Regions from separate parts of the Mus musculus genome. Here regions 1 and 2 are each linked to region 3. A link is a contact called in public ChIA-PET and promoter capture Hi-C data. All regions are on one chromosome and are shown on one strand. Each heading gives the region's core, a stretch centred on a gene start, on an enhancer-like site or on the middle of the called end of the contact. The rest is flanking DNA. Distances are from core to core; before and after follow the strand shown.

Region 1 (3,862 bases), core at 413-2,912, 370 kb before region 3:
CATCTGCCTGCCTGTACCTCTTGAGTGCTAGGATTAAAAGTGTGCACCACATGCCTGGTTAAGTTGTAGTTTATAATAATAATAATAATAATAATAATAATAATAATAATAATAATAATAACAATAACAATAACAACAACAACAACACCTCTGTCATTTTTGACCCATCAACAACACATTTGCCTATCTGTCTCTTTTTAAATCTCTAAGAATATGGTCTGGGTCTCATTTATCTTAGATTCCAAGCTAGGTACACTGGCGCTGCTCTTTCAGTAGCTGTTTGAGGCCCCAGGAAAGAAAGATACTTGTCAGGCTAGTGAGGAGGCTCAGCAGTGAAGGTATCTGTATTTATAGCAACCTGAGTTTGATCCCTAGAATCTAGGTAAAGGTGAGAGGAGGGAATTTACACTAAGTTGTCCTCTGACTCCATGTGCATGGTATGGTGTATATATGTGCACACGCAGCACTAATAATAATAGATAAACTTTATTTGAAAAGAACCCACTTCTCTCTTTGGATGCCTGCAATCTGGGGAAATATGTGTACTCTGCTGTGATTTTGTACATACCTTGTTCCTATGATGCTAGACTCCCAGGCTCTGAGTTCATGAAGGCTCACTCAAAACTCAATTCTAAAGTTCTTTTGTGTGTGTGTGTGTGTGTGTGTGTGTGTGTGTGTGTGTTTAGCTTCCCTGTCAGTAGCTGCAGAAGTGCCCACTCTTTCCTGAGGCATATTTGACCAGGTCACTCCACACTGGGCTTTGGCTTCAGCTGCACTTGGTCTCTTATTCAAATGTTTAGCCATTCAGTGTCACTATGTGCCAGGCACTATGCTGGGGCTCAGGAGCAAACAATAAAGCAAAGCCTGGGGGCCCTTGGAGGTCACTATCTAGTTAGAGGCAGCTTCATGCAGACAGCGCAGGTATACTACATGGAACGTGTACATATTACATGAAGAAGGGCAAGCTGGGCGAGGAAAGACAAGAGCTGAGAGGTCTGAGCTAACCTTGTACCTGGCAAGGCAGGGGTAGCCTCCACGCACAAGGCAGTGAGTACTCCTCCCCCATGTCACTGCTGTAGCACCAGTGCTTAGGCTGTGGACGGTCCCATATACCTTTCTAGAAGGGACAACTGTGCCAACAGCAGCACCCAGCAGCTCCCTCTGGAGGCTGGCGACATCACCTTGGCAACACTGTGACAAGAGACACTCTGCTTTGGCTCTTCCAGATTTAGGAGGCTTGAGGGCACATTCCATGGAGGTTGTTTCTGTCCTCAGAGTTGTGCCAGTACAAGAAGGACCCTGGGTACACGGATCTCTGTTCTGCAGATCACTCAGCTGACAGCTGCTCTATACTTACACTGCCATGGTGCCACCTCATGCAACCATTTTAAAGACTCTCACTACTATTTTGGGGCATCAAAAATACTTTAAACACATACATGAAGTGTCAGACAAAATTGCACCTAAGAAAGAGAGTGATTATTCCTTTCCAATGTGACCCTCATAAGATACCATACATTCCATTTTCTAGGGGAGGTTAGAAAAACAACTGTCACTTTCAACACATCAGTGACTGAAGCTTTGTTATTAGCTCCACTGCTCTCTTGACAGTGCACATAAGGAATAAGTTATTCTTCGATCAGTCTAGACCACGTGACCCTGCAGAGGCTGGCTTCCAAGAGAGGTGTGAAGACTGCAGCCAGGAGCCCAGTGCACATGGGTCCAATCCTAGTATTTTTTAAGTACTGGCCATATACCTCATTCTAGAAGGAGGGGCCAGAAAGAAGGTTAAATAGAGCATGGCAGGAAGTACCTCACAAAAGTTCTAGGACAATCAAGCAATTCTAAATAACTTACCTATTATCTGACTTAATCTATATGGCAGTAATCAAACAAAAAGAATACCCTTTTTCTGGTGTTCTTTTTTGGTGCTCTGGATCCAACCCATCGTTCCTTCTCCTCATGTGAAAGACACCCTTTTTTCTTCACATTAGAAGTCACAGCCACAGACCTCTCATCTCACTGTAGAAGCAGAGCTCCCTCCTATAACCCGTCTTCTACTTATTTGGTCTAATGCAGATGGCAATAGCATTCACAGAGCTACAAGGCAGGGACTGAAGGCAGCACTTGCCCTGCCCTGCCCTGCCCTGCTCTGCCCTTCGGGTAGTCTTCCTATCAATATGGTAGTTGAGATGCCAGAGTGATACCCTGGGAACAAAACCCAGGGAAGAGGTCTGAGGATCTAATCGAGGAGCTGACCCTGTGTGTACTCACAACATTCATTGTAGCAGAGGTCTGTGCTGCAGGAGCTGGGCACACACCCTGCTCATTCCAGTGTCCTTGGCTAACCACTGGCCCAGAGTCAAGTATCTTGCTCTTGCCCACAGTCTATGACAGAGCAAGGGCAAGGTTCACATGCATTTCTGATGTAAGTGTTCAGCCTGCAGACCATTCAGAGAGCCTGGGGAGAGCTGAGCACGTCTGGGAAAATGCTACTCAATTTCTCCAAGTTTTATTTTACCCTCTATAAAATGTGATTATTAATCTCACTTTTTCCTCTTGTCTGTATAGTAACTTATGAAGATAAATTATGGCCAGTAGAATTATAAAGCAGTTTGAACTCCTTGGAAGCAAGAAACTCTATTAGTCCCTGGTATTTTATAATCACTGATATTATAAGGTGTACTCAAATTGAACTGCAGTGAAGAAGTCTGTTCCCACAAATATATGCAGATTGAAAGTAACCTCGATATGGCTGGGGCAGAAGCAATCAAAATGTAAAATTGTATTTCAGATGGGTTGTTAAATCTTATGTTTCTATTGCAATACTAAGGAGACTTGGCAATGCTGCCATGAGTTCTGAGCCACTGCTGAGACTGGTGGCCTGGAATGGAGGCATGGGACTCCATCAAAGCCACATAGGGCCCAAAAAATAGCAACAGAAATCTGAAGGAGAAGGCAAATCTGAGAGGAACGAGAGCTCATGTAGAAAACAGCCTTCAGGGTAAAGACTAGAGAACACCTTAGGGTACCACTCAGGATGAATATTCTTGGATCACAGGTAAGGCTGCCAGGAGAACTGTCCAGCATCCGTAGAAATGAGTTCAAACTGTGTCCAGGAAGTCACAGGGCGGCCCAACTGGGGATTTAAACAGTGATGCAGGCCTGGGTAGTCTCAGGCCAACCAGGGATTTAGTTTTGAAAAAGATACAACTTCTTCAGCAAACCAGGTAGGGGAGGAACTGATTTGTCTTTGATTAAGGGGATGAGTAGAAGGTAAGAGGAACCCATGGGTGAGGGTCTAAGATCTAAACACTGGCAGATATCCACCTGGACCTCCCGTTATGTGAGTTTATAAGGAGCCATGCCTGGAACCAACTCAACTGCTGGAAACCTTGAACTTTGGCCTCACTCTCCAGCTCTAATGAGCTGAAGAACCATCACAGCAGAGATTGATAGTAGGTTTTGAGTCCAGAAGGGAAGCTGAGGAAACCCTACTTAGCCTTTAGGTAACAGCTTGATACAGCAGACAGAGAAAACACAAAGCAGAGATCTCCATGTAGGATCTGGGGCCACTGCTCAATGCTCATAAAACTGTGATGATGAGGATTAAGACCTTCGAGACCCTCGCTGAAAACTGGTTTTGGCTATCACCAATAAAAATGCTCAAGACATTGAAACAGCCTTGTGTCCATATGGGAAGGTGACTTAATCACAGTTTGGTCTACATGTTGACATCTGTCTCATGCCACACTGGGACAGTCTCCAAAGGACGCTGGCTTTCTTGATCTCACTGGCCATTTCCAGCACAATGTTAGGACCAGAGGGGTAGCTATTTTTATTTGTATTGGCAGTGAGCCTC
Region 2 (4,397 bases), core at 1,650-4,149, 280 kb after region 3:
CTGAGCCGTACCAGCCAGTGAGCCAGGCACGGCACACAGCTTTAGACTCAGCACTCAGGAGGTAGAGGCTGGCAGACTGGTTAGCTCCCTGACAGCCAGAGCTACAATGAGACTTTGTCTGGAAAAGACGGAGATAGAAACAAAATAACAAAACTCAAAATGGTCTACAGAGACTTGAAGCCTCATTGACATTCTTATTTCTCCAAGCAGGTTAGATACCACACTGCTTTTTACCTAAGTTTAGCATCAGAACCCAGAACCTGTCATGTATGAGTGTTTTGCCTGTAATGTATGTTTGTGCATCTTGTGTGGACCTGGGGCCCAAGGTCAGAACAGGACGTTAGATCCCTGGAAACTAGTTAGGGATGGTTATGAGCCAACGTGGAAGAGGTGGCCCAAGGTCTCATTCTGTTGCCCTGGCTAGCCTGGAACAGACTCTAGCACCAGCTGTCCTTCCCCTCCCAAGACCTGGGATGAAGGATGCCACATGCCTGACTTTGGACAGGTTCTCGTGTGGTTCAGAGCCAGGTCAGGCTGGTCTACGTAGTTCAGGACAGCCAGGACTTCCTGTGAGGCCCCCCCTCAAACAAACAAGTCCTCATTTTACTGTGATAGTTTTTTTTTAAAGCAGATGAAGACAGGACATGACATGGTATTAAACTGGGACAAAGAAGTGGCTCAGCCAGGTTTATTCTTCTTCGTCTGCGCATAGTGACTTCCCAGTGCCTGGGGCTGGCGGCATAACCAGTTTTCACAAAACTTTCTGCCATGGAAGAGGGGGAGAAAAAAAATCACACGAGGCTCTTGACTGACTTGTGAGGTATTTGGTGTGTGAACTTTTGTCTTTTCATGTGTACCCCGTGCATGCTGTTCCTCCCAGTCAACAACCATGAGAAGATTGAGAAGCTGATGAACAGGGTCTGTGTGATGACCAAAGCCTCCACTAGGAAGTGCCCCGGCTCCGCCCAACCCCAAACCTATGGCATGGTCTCACGTGTTTTTTTTTTTGCTGGGGACTGAACTCTGGATTTTTTTATTTTATTTTATTTTTTTCTAGATAGGGTTTCCATGTGTAGCCCTGGCTGTCCTGGAACTCACATCTCTAGGCGAGGCTGGCCTCAAATGCAAGAGAAAAGCCCGTCTCTGTCCCTCAGTGCTGGGATTAGAGGTGTGTAGCCCACCACCCAGCTCGGATAGGTTTTTAAATAAGACTTTACTTGAGTTTGTGTTGTATGCGGGTTTGTATACAAATGCAGTTGTCCAGAGTCCTGGATCCCCTACAAGCTGCAGTTACAGGCAACATGGGACAGACATACAGGCAAAATATTCCCACACATAAATCTGAAAAAAATTTACCTGGGCAACTTGGAAGCTAAAGGATATGACTATGGGTTTGGTTTGACGCCAGTCTGAACTCCACAGTGAGATTTGTCTCAAAAATGTTAACTGGAGGAGCTAGAAAGATGGCTCAGCTGCTCTTCCAGAGTTCAATTCCCAGCAACCACATGGTGGCTTACAACCATCTGTAATGGGATCTGATGCTCTCTAGTGAGCATGAAAACAGAACACTGATGTGCATAAAAAATGTGAATCTGGGCGTGGTGGCGCACGCCTTTAATCCCAGCACTTGGGAGGCAGAGACAGGCGGATTTCTGCGTTCAAGGCCAGTCTGGTCTACAGAATGAGTTCCAGGATAGCCAGGGGAACACAGACACACCCTGTCTCAAAAAAAAAAAAAAAAAAAAAAGTGAATAAATAAATCTTGCAAAAATTACACTTTTAAGCCTGGTGTGGTGCTGAACAGCACTAATCTTAGCATTTAGGAAGGAAGAAGCAGGAGGATCTGAGTTCGAGGCCAGCCTGGTCTTCACAGTGAGTTCCAGGACAGCCAGGGCTACATGGAGAAATCCTGACTCAAACAAACAAAACAAAAAGATTAGTCTTTCAAGTTCCCAATCACCTGTCTTATTTAGGAGCCCGACTGAACCAGGCCTCACTGCAAGCACTTATTACTAGGAGAGAGACTGTGAACTTGTGGATGAAGGCAGCCTGGCCATCTTGAAGAGGCCCACTTCTAGCCAATCTACACATGATTAAGAACGATATGAGCAACTCTGCCATCTGTAGTTCTGAAGCCAGGTCATCACACAAGACCAATTTTTTTTTTTTTTTTAAATCGTTTTATTTGGGAAAAGTGCTTCTTACAAAAGGGCAGCTGCAAAATACAGAGGCCTCTGCAATGATGATGTGTTTTTAAGACTGGGTGAGTTCCGCGGAAGCAAAGCAGAGGACAGATCAGAGCATCTCCCACGTTATTTCAGGAAAGAGAGCAACAAAATGCAAAGGTGAAATTCCCGCCAAGGAATTTTAGCAACTTAACTTTTGCTTGCCTCGTGGGTGGCCGCACCCTCCCTTTTCTTCGGTGGGGAAGGGTTCATTACTTCTGCAAACCGACAGATACCTCTAGTACAACCAGCACCTCAGTTTGGAATCCACCTGTCTTCCTGTCAAAGCTCAGGGATGGAATGAGGCAGATACCCACAAAAACAAGCACAGAACCTCACAACAGGCCCCCTCAAATGAGGACAAAGTTTTTTCCAAAAAGTGCCTGACTGAAAAGGCTAGACTGTAAAACATTCAAAACATCAGTGTGTCCAAGACCCAGCTTGTACTGAGAGGGGGACAAGCAGGTCGTTTAACCTCTACAGCTGATCTCGTTTCTCTAGCATACAGACAGACAGCTACTGCTACGTTAACAACTACTGACATACTGCTTGGTCCTTTAAGATCTACCGACACATGTGGCTGAAACCACTAACCCACATCTGCCCACTAAAGCTAAGAATACTGCACCTATGCACAGATGGGAAGGAAGCTGCTCACATGCTCGCTCGTGCTCGCCCACCAAGTCCATCGACCCTTGGGAGTTAGCTGCCAGCTCTGCGCTGATGGAATGCCACTGCATCCTCCCTGTGTTTTTACATTTTTCTCAGGTTAACCTCAACACATTTGCACCTGGTTCTGGTTACCCAGTAGTCTTTCTTGCGTGCAACTGAACAAGAACCCAAACCCACAGGACAAGCACATGTAGGGGATTACAGGGCAGGGAACAGCTCTAAACCATGAAGGTGCAGATCTCCCAGAAACCTCGGGGAGCCCTCCCACATCTAGCGCAGAGAGCGACTTAGGTCCCTTTTTTCCCAATTGCCCCTATCCTTGGACCCCAAAGCAATCAGTGCTTTTTCCTTTGAACCTCAAAGGGGTCTCAGAATGAGTGTGCAAAGTCCATGAACACAACCTGGCTGAGGACAGATGGCGCAACAAACCTACACTAACTGTCTGACAGTTAAATTCATGTTACAAAAAACTAACTTTAAGATTTATTTTTGTAACTTTTGAAACAGAGAAAACAACACACTCTTGGGGGAGGTGAGGGTAGAGGAACAGGCCCTGGGAAGTGATCACAGCACCTGGAGTTTGAGAGGCCTGCCTAGGAGAGCCACACGCACTGCCACACAGCACAGGGGACAGCTACTGTCTGAGGCTCCGCAGACCAGTGCCCGCGCCACGCAACGCTGCTATAGATCCAAGTCATAAAAGTCCTCCAGCTCATCGTGAAACAAGTCCCACTCGTCCTCAGAGTCTGTCAGCTCGTCGTCCCCACCTGCAGCCAAAAGCATAAGCAACATCTCGCCCAGCTCAAAGGTGACAACCTCCTCTTCGTCGTTGTCAAAGGGGTTGTTCTCTCTCTCCTCAATGAGCTCCCAGAAGTGGCTCCTTCGTTGGGCCTGTAAGAAACAAGGCCATGATAGGGGTGGCACTGTCAAGCAGTGTCTTCTATCCTGTTGCTCATCAGGTAAACCGTGTGGCACAGAGGGAGGGAGGGAGGGAGGGAGTGCATGGCGGACCAGAGGTCTCCCTTAGTCCACCTTGCCAGTGCCTCCCCTTTGGCTATTTGTAGCCAACATGTTAGGCTAGGGCTTTTGAACACTGTTTCTTTCCTACCCCTTCCATCTTCTGAAGTCTGACTCTTTTACTCTAGTCTCCCCCACACCCCCACACCTGAGTGTCATTTTCCCCTACCCCAATATGTGCAGGTCTCAACTGACAGTGTGCGATTTCCCCTCCTTTAAAAAAAGAGTGAGAGTTACCCGGTATCTGCTTGATGTTCCCACTTTCTGTCTCTGTGGCTCCTCTCTACGGCCATCAGGGTACGCATGCTTGTAAAAACAGTTCCCTCCAAATGGGCAGCTCCCACGTCCTTCATCAAAATACCTGCACGCCTTGTTGCTGGAAAGGAAAATATCGCAACCCTTATTCACAGTGGACTTCAGGCCCGTATCGACTAGCATCAGGGGCTTCTCTTTAACAGGGGCAGAGCACAGCCCCCCGCAAAT
Region 3 (3,891 bases), core at 211-2,710:
GATCCCTGATTGACTACACAGGTCAAGGTTACTAACCCAACGTGACTATTAACCTGACATCATAAAAAGTGATGTCTACTGTTACAGCAAAAGGAAGCAGGGAGGGAAGAAACTAATCCTTCTAGATAACTGGACTAGATTCGAAGCATGAAGTCTCCAACATCCTCTCCTAACCCAGCATCCCCGAATCATTACCCAAGACATCTTCCTAAAACACAAACCTCACAGCTGACATTCAACAGGCCTTATCACCTTTAAGGTGAGGCCCAAATTCTTCAGTATAAACAGATTTCACTAATCACCTTGCAGGTGCAAGCAGAGAGCAGCCCAGACTAATAAGGACATAAAGTGTGTTGTGGAAGAGTTAGAGAAAGCTCAAAAAAGCGAAAAATCTTTCAGCTCCTGCCCGAGGCGCTAAAAAAGCAAACCAGGAAGGGCATTCCAGACAGGGCTCTGCCACCTAAATGAAACAAAGTGGGGGGTGGGGGGTGGGGGTGTAGAAAGGCACCCAGGAAGGTCTGTGGCTAGAGGAGAGCGGAACTCTCTATGGATCTTGAAATTCTGAATTTCGGCTTGTAAACAGACAAACAGAAGTTGAGTGGCACTTCCAAAGCCTCCTTACAGCTGGGACAGCAAGCCTTGCTGCCTGCTCCTCAAAGCAGCCCTGAGGACCAGCTTCCCTCCTGGGGGCCATACTGCCATGCTCAGGTGTCCCTCTTGGCACCACATTCTATCTGTGCTAGTCCACCATACACTGCCAGTCACTAAGTAGGTGATCAATAAACGTTCTTGAGAGTGAAGGACAGGCGAGGCTGAGGAACTGTCACCTAGCGGTCTGCCCCAATCACGGGACGAGGGTGGAGGTCCGAGAGTGGAGGGCCAGGAGCATCCGCCCAAGCCCACCGTTGGCGTCCTTACCCGGTCTTCAGGAACTTGCAGTTGCCGTAGATGAGAAACTTGCAGAGATGCAGCTGCGCGCAGAGCCCGGTGCAGCCCGGCTTGGGGCCCTGATGCGCGCGGCACAGACGCAGCGACGACACGGCCAGCACCAAGCGCTCCGAGGCTGCCGCCGCGGCCTCCCGGCCCGCGCCCACGGCCACGACCGCCCGCGAGGCCACCACGAAGCGCCCGCAGTCCCGCAGCAGCCGCTCCAGCGCGTCGGTCCCCAGGCTGGTTCGCAAGCGGCGCCGCAGCTCCGCCAACTCCAAGGCGCCCCCCGCCGCGCACAGCAGCTGGGTCACCTCTGCCACTGCCACCGCGGCCTGGGCCATGGCCGTCGGACTGAGGCTTAGCACGGACGGCGGCGCCTTTCACGGGCCGGGCCCCACTGTTTCGCTGGAAGGAAACGAAACCGAAAGCGGGCTCCGGCCGGGAAAACAGGAGCCGTGGGGCCTTGCCACGCCCTCGGGCCGCAGCTGAGGAGCCGGCGCCCTTGTCTTAGGGCCGCCAGCTGGGGACCGCGCGGCTCGACGGCGGCCCGCGCTCGCTTGCGCGCGCACTGGGCGACCCGGCGTGCCTCGAGGCGTCGCGCGGCCGGAGATGCGGGGCGCGGGTCCTCACGGGGCCGGACTCCCGCGTCTGAGGGAGTCGTGGCCGCTCCCTTCGAGGCAGCAGCGTCCTGTGAGGCGAGTGGCGCGTTCAGCTAGGCCCGAGGGACGCCGCGGGGGGTTCAGTCAGCAACCTCGATCTCGGAAAAGCCGAGCGAAGTTTCCAGACGGCGCCGGCCGGTTGCGGCCGGTTGGTGCGTCGGCCGGCGCGCTCAGGGGGGCTCAGAAGTCGCCCGAGCCAAAGCGGGCTTTAGCAGGCGGGCCTCGGAAGCGGGGACGACGGACCCGGTCCCACCGCACCCCGGAACAAACGGAAACAGTCGCTCCGAATTGCCAGACACTCCGCTTTTGTAGCGGATCCCGCATTTCCAGAAGGAAAGCGTAGGTACGTCCTTTAAAGGGGGCCGATCCTCCCTCCCTCGCCCCTTCTGAGTAAAGGTGATGCACCTAGTTCGATTCCTCACCGGAAAGAACTCTCCTGTGTGTTACCCTGGGAGTTAAACGTTCTCGGGGTAAGTAAACGGGGGTGTGTGGGGGTATACCTATTAAAATACGACTTTTGGCACCCCCATTCCTTCCTCCAGGAGTCTCCCGGGAATAAAAGCGTTAGTAAGTCATGTTCACAGGAGAGGACGGAGTACTGGAAACAGTAAGACGGTGATTCAGACAACAAGAGTTTAACAAGCATGTTAATTCTCTGGGTTTGACCTAGAAGGACATTAGTATGTTGTGAGAAAAGATTGTAATCAAGTAGTATTCCATGGGGCTGATCGGAGGTTAAGCGGCCGCACTGCTCTGGAAGAGGACCTCGGCCGGGTTCCCAGCACCCACATAGCAGCTCACAACTGCCTGTAACCCTGGTTCCAGGAGGGATCTGACACCCTCTTCTGGACGCTTCAGACACCAGGCACGACAGGTGTGAAGGCGCCTTTAATCCCGGCACTTGGGAGGCAGAGGCAGGCAATCTCTGAGTTCTAGTCCAGTCTGGATTTGAAAGTGTACACAGTAGGATGTTTTTGAGTGAGCATGAAGCAAACCCAACACTTTGGTCACAGTGGAGTGTGGGAGGTACTAGGAAAGTGGAAAAAGGAAAGGTGAAGGCTGAAAATTGGGAGGTGAGTGCTTAGAAAATTAATTTAAAATGAATAAAATTTTATTCTAAGTATAAAATACTACAGAAAAGAGCAACTGAGGGTATAGCCCCTGGGCTCAATCCTTAGGAAGGTGTGTGCTGGGGGGGGGGGGGAGTATTACTACAAAAATGTAATAAAATGGGATTAGAGTAGACCAATTGGCAAACCCTGGAACCCAGTGAGAGATTCTGTCTCAAAATAAGGCGGGAACTGGAGAGATGGCTTAGCAGAGAAAAGTACCTGCTGTCCAAAGCCTGCCAGCCTGAGGTGGATCCCCAAAACCCAGGTAAAAGGGGATGGAGAGAGAAACACCCCACACCCCCAAAATTGTCCTCTGACCTTCACATGTGTGCTGTGGCACACACATACATATACATAAATAAACTTAAAAAAAAAAAGGCGGAAAGCTCCTGAGAAATGACATCCTACCACACACACACCACAAAAAAAAAGACAGCAGGCTGGGCCAGAAACTCAGTGGTAGACTGTATAAACATACAACACATACAACACTAGGCTCAATTTCCCAGCAGCAACCCTTCTCAAAAAAGAAAAAAAAAATGAGTATAAAGACTAGATTTTGGGGGCTCAGCAGTTAAGAGCACTGACTGCTTTTCCAGAGGTCATGAGTTGTGGAGAACTTTCGGGCCACTTGGCAGGACATTGGCCAAGGACAAGGAGATGGGCTTCAGACAGGAATCTGACATTGGGCCATTACAAGGAAGTAAACTCAGGCAGGAATCTAATTTTAGGCTAGAACAGGGAAGTAGGCTTCAGGCATGAATATGACTTTGGACCAGGCAGTGGTGGCGCACGCCTTTAATCCCAGCACTTGGGAATCCCAGCACTTGGGAGGCAGAGGCAGGCGGATTTCTGAGTTCGAGGCCAACCTGGTCTACAGAGTTGAGTTCCAGGACAGTCAGGGAGAAACCCTGTTTCCACCCCACACCGCAGATGAATCTGACTTTGGGTTAGGATGGGGAAGTAGGCTCCGATATCTTGGTCCTCCTGATCAGCCCTTAGGAATGGTGATCACGGGACTGTGTTTACTGCCTTGCTTGCTCCTTGACTATTTGTGTTTATTGTACTGCCTGACCTTACTACTTGCATGTAAATAAAATGGTATAAAATCTGATTGGGAAAAAATAAACCTGCCTCAGAACTGGCTTGGGTCATGCTACAATGTTGTCTAATTGTCTTTTTTCTTTTTA

The links. Promoter capture Hi-C pulls out the DNA fragments that hold promoters and counts their contacts. ChIA-PET counts read pairs in DNA pulled down with a chosen protein or histone mark.
Region 1: a contact with region 3 is called in a promoter capture Hi-C map of liver, with 2.4 times the contacts expected there. The contact joins the enhancer-like site here to the promoter of Parp12 in region 3. A contact is called at or near these places in 6 of 39 promoter capture datasets (the 3T3-L1 cell line, cranial neural crest, embryonic stem cells and 2 more), 1 of 484 Hi-C or Micro-C datasets (bone marrow-derived macrophages), 5 of 115 datasets of contacts at active chromatin or transcription factors (bone marrow-derived dendritic cells, embryonic basal ganglia, embryonic forebrain and 2 more) and 3 of 9 other capture datasets (embryonic stem cells, liver and pancreatic islet).
Region 2: a contact with region 3 is called in an RNA polymerase II ChIA-PET map of memory CD8 T cells, with 90 read pairs. The contact joins the enhancer-like site here to the promoter of Parp12 in region 3. A contact is called at or near these places in 4 of 39 promoter capture datasets (the 3T3-L1 cell line, macrophages, neural stem cells and 1 more), 4 of 115 datasets of contacts at active chromatin or transcription factors (bone marrow-derived macrophages, cardiomyocytes, memory CD8 T cells and 1 more) and 2 of 9 other capture datasets (adipose tissue and liver).

What each region holds. Positions count from the first base shown.
Region 1 is chr6:38,751,564-38,755,425 of GRCm38.p6, forward strand. The region is part of intron 2 of Hipk2 (homeodomain interacting protein kinase 2); the gene reads right to left. All of the region lies in intron 2 of 4930502C15Rik (a long non-coding RNA gene), which reads left to right. Among named protein-coding and RNA genes, the nearest start is that of 4930502C15Rik, 16 kb to the left of the region's middle. Within about 2 kb of position 1,663, at least 70 of the 459 cell types and tissues checked have an H3K27ac peak or open chromatin away from gene starts, as enhancers often do. A contact at or near this core is called in liver and pancreatic cancer cells, where this site is marked.
Region 2 is chr6:39,395,647-39,400,043 of GRCm38.p6, forward strand. Mkrn1 (makorin, ring finger protein, 1) reads right to left here. Exons shown (of 8, transcript NM_018810.2): 7 at 4,152-4,290; 8 at 2,175-3,788. The coding sequence ends at 3,579. Among named protein-coding and RNA genes, the nearest start is that of Rab19, 16 kb to the left of the region's middle. Within about 2 kb of position 2,900, at least 15 of the 459 cell types and tissues checked have an H3K27ac peak or open chromatin away from gene starts, as enhancers often do. A contact at or near this core is called in memory CD8 T cells, where this site is marked.
Region 3 is chr6:39,116,889-39,120,779 of GRCm38.p6, forward strand. Parp12 (poly (ADP-ribose) polymerase family, member 12) reads right to left here and starts at 1,461. Exons shown (of 12, transcript NM_172893.3): 1 at 919-1,461. The coding sequence starts at 1,271. It overlaps 4930599N23Rik (RIKEN cDNA 4930599N23 gene), which reads left to right and starts at 1,585. Exons shown (of 4, transcript NR_045813.1): 1 at 1,585-1,932.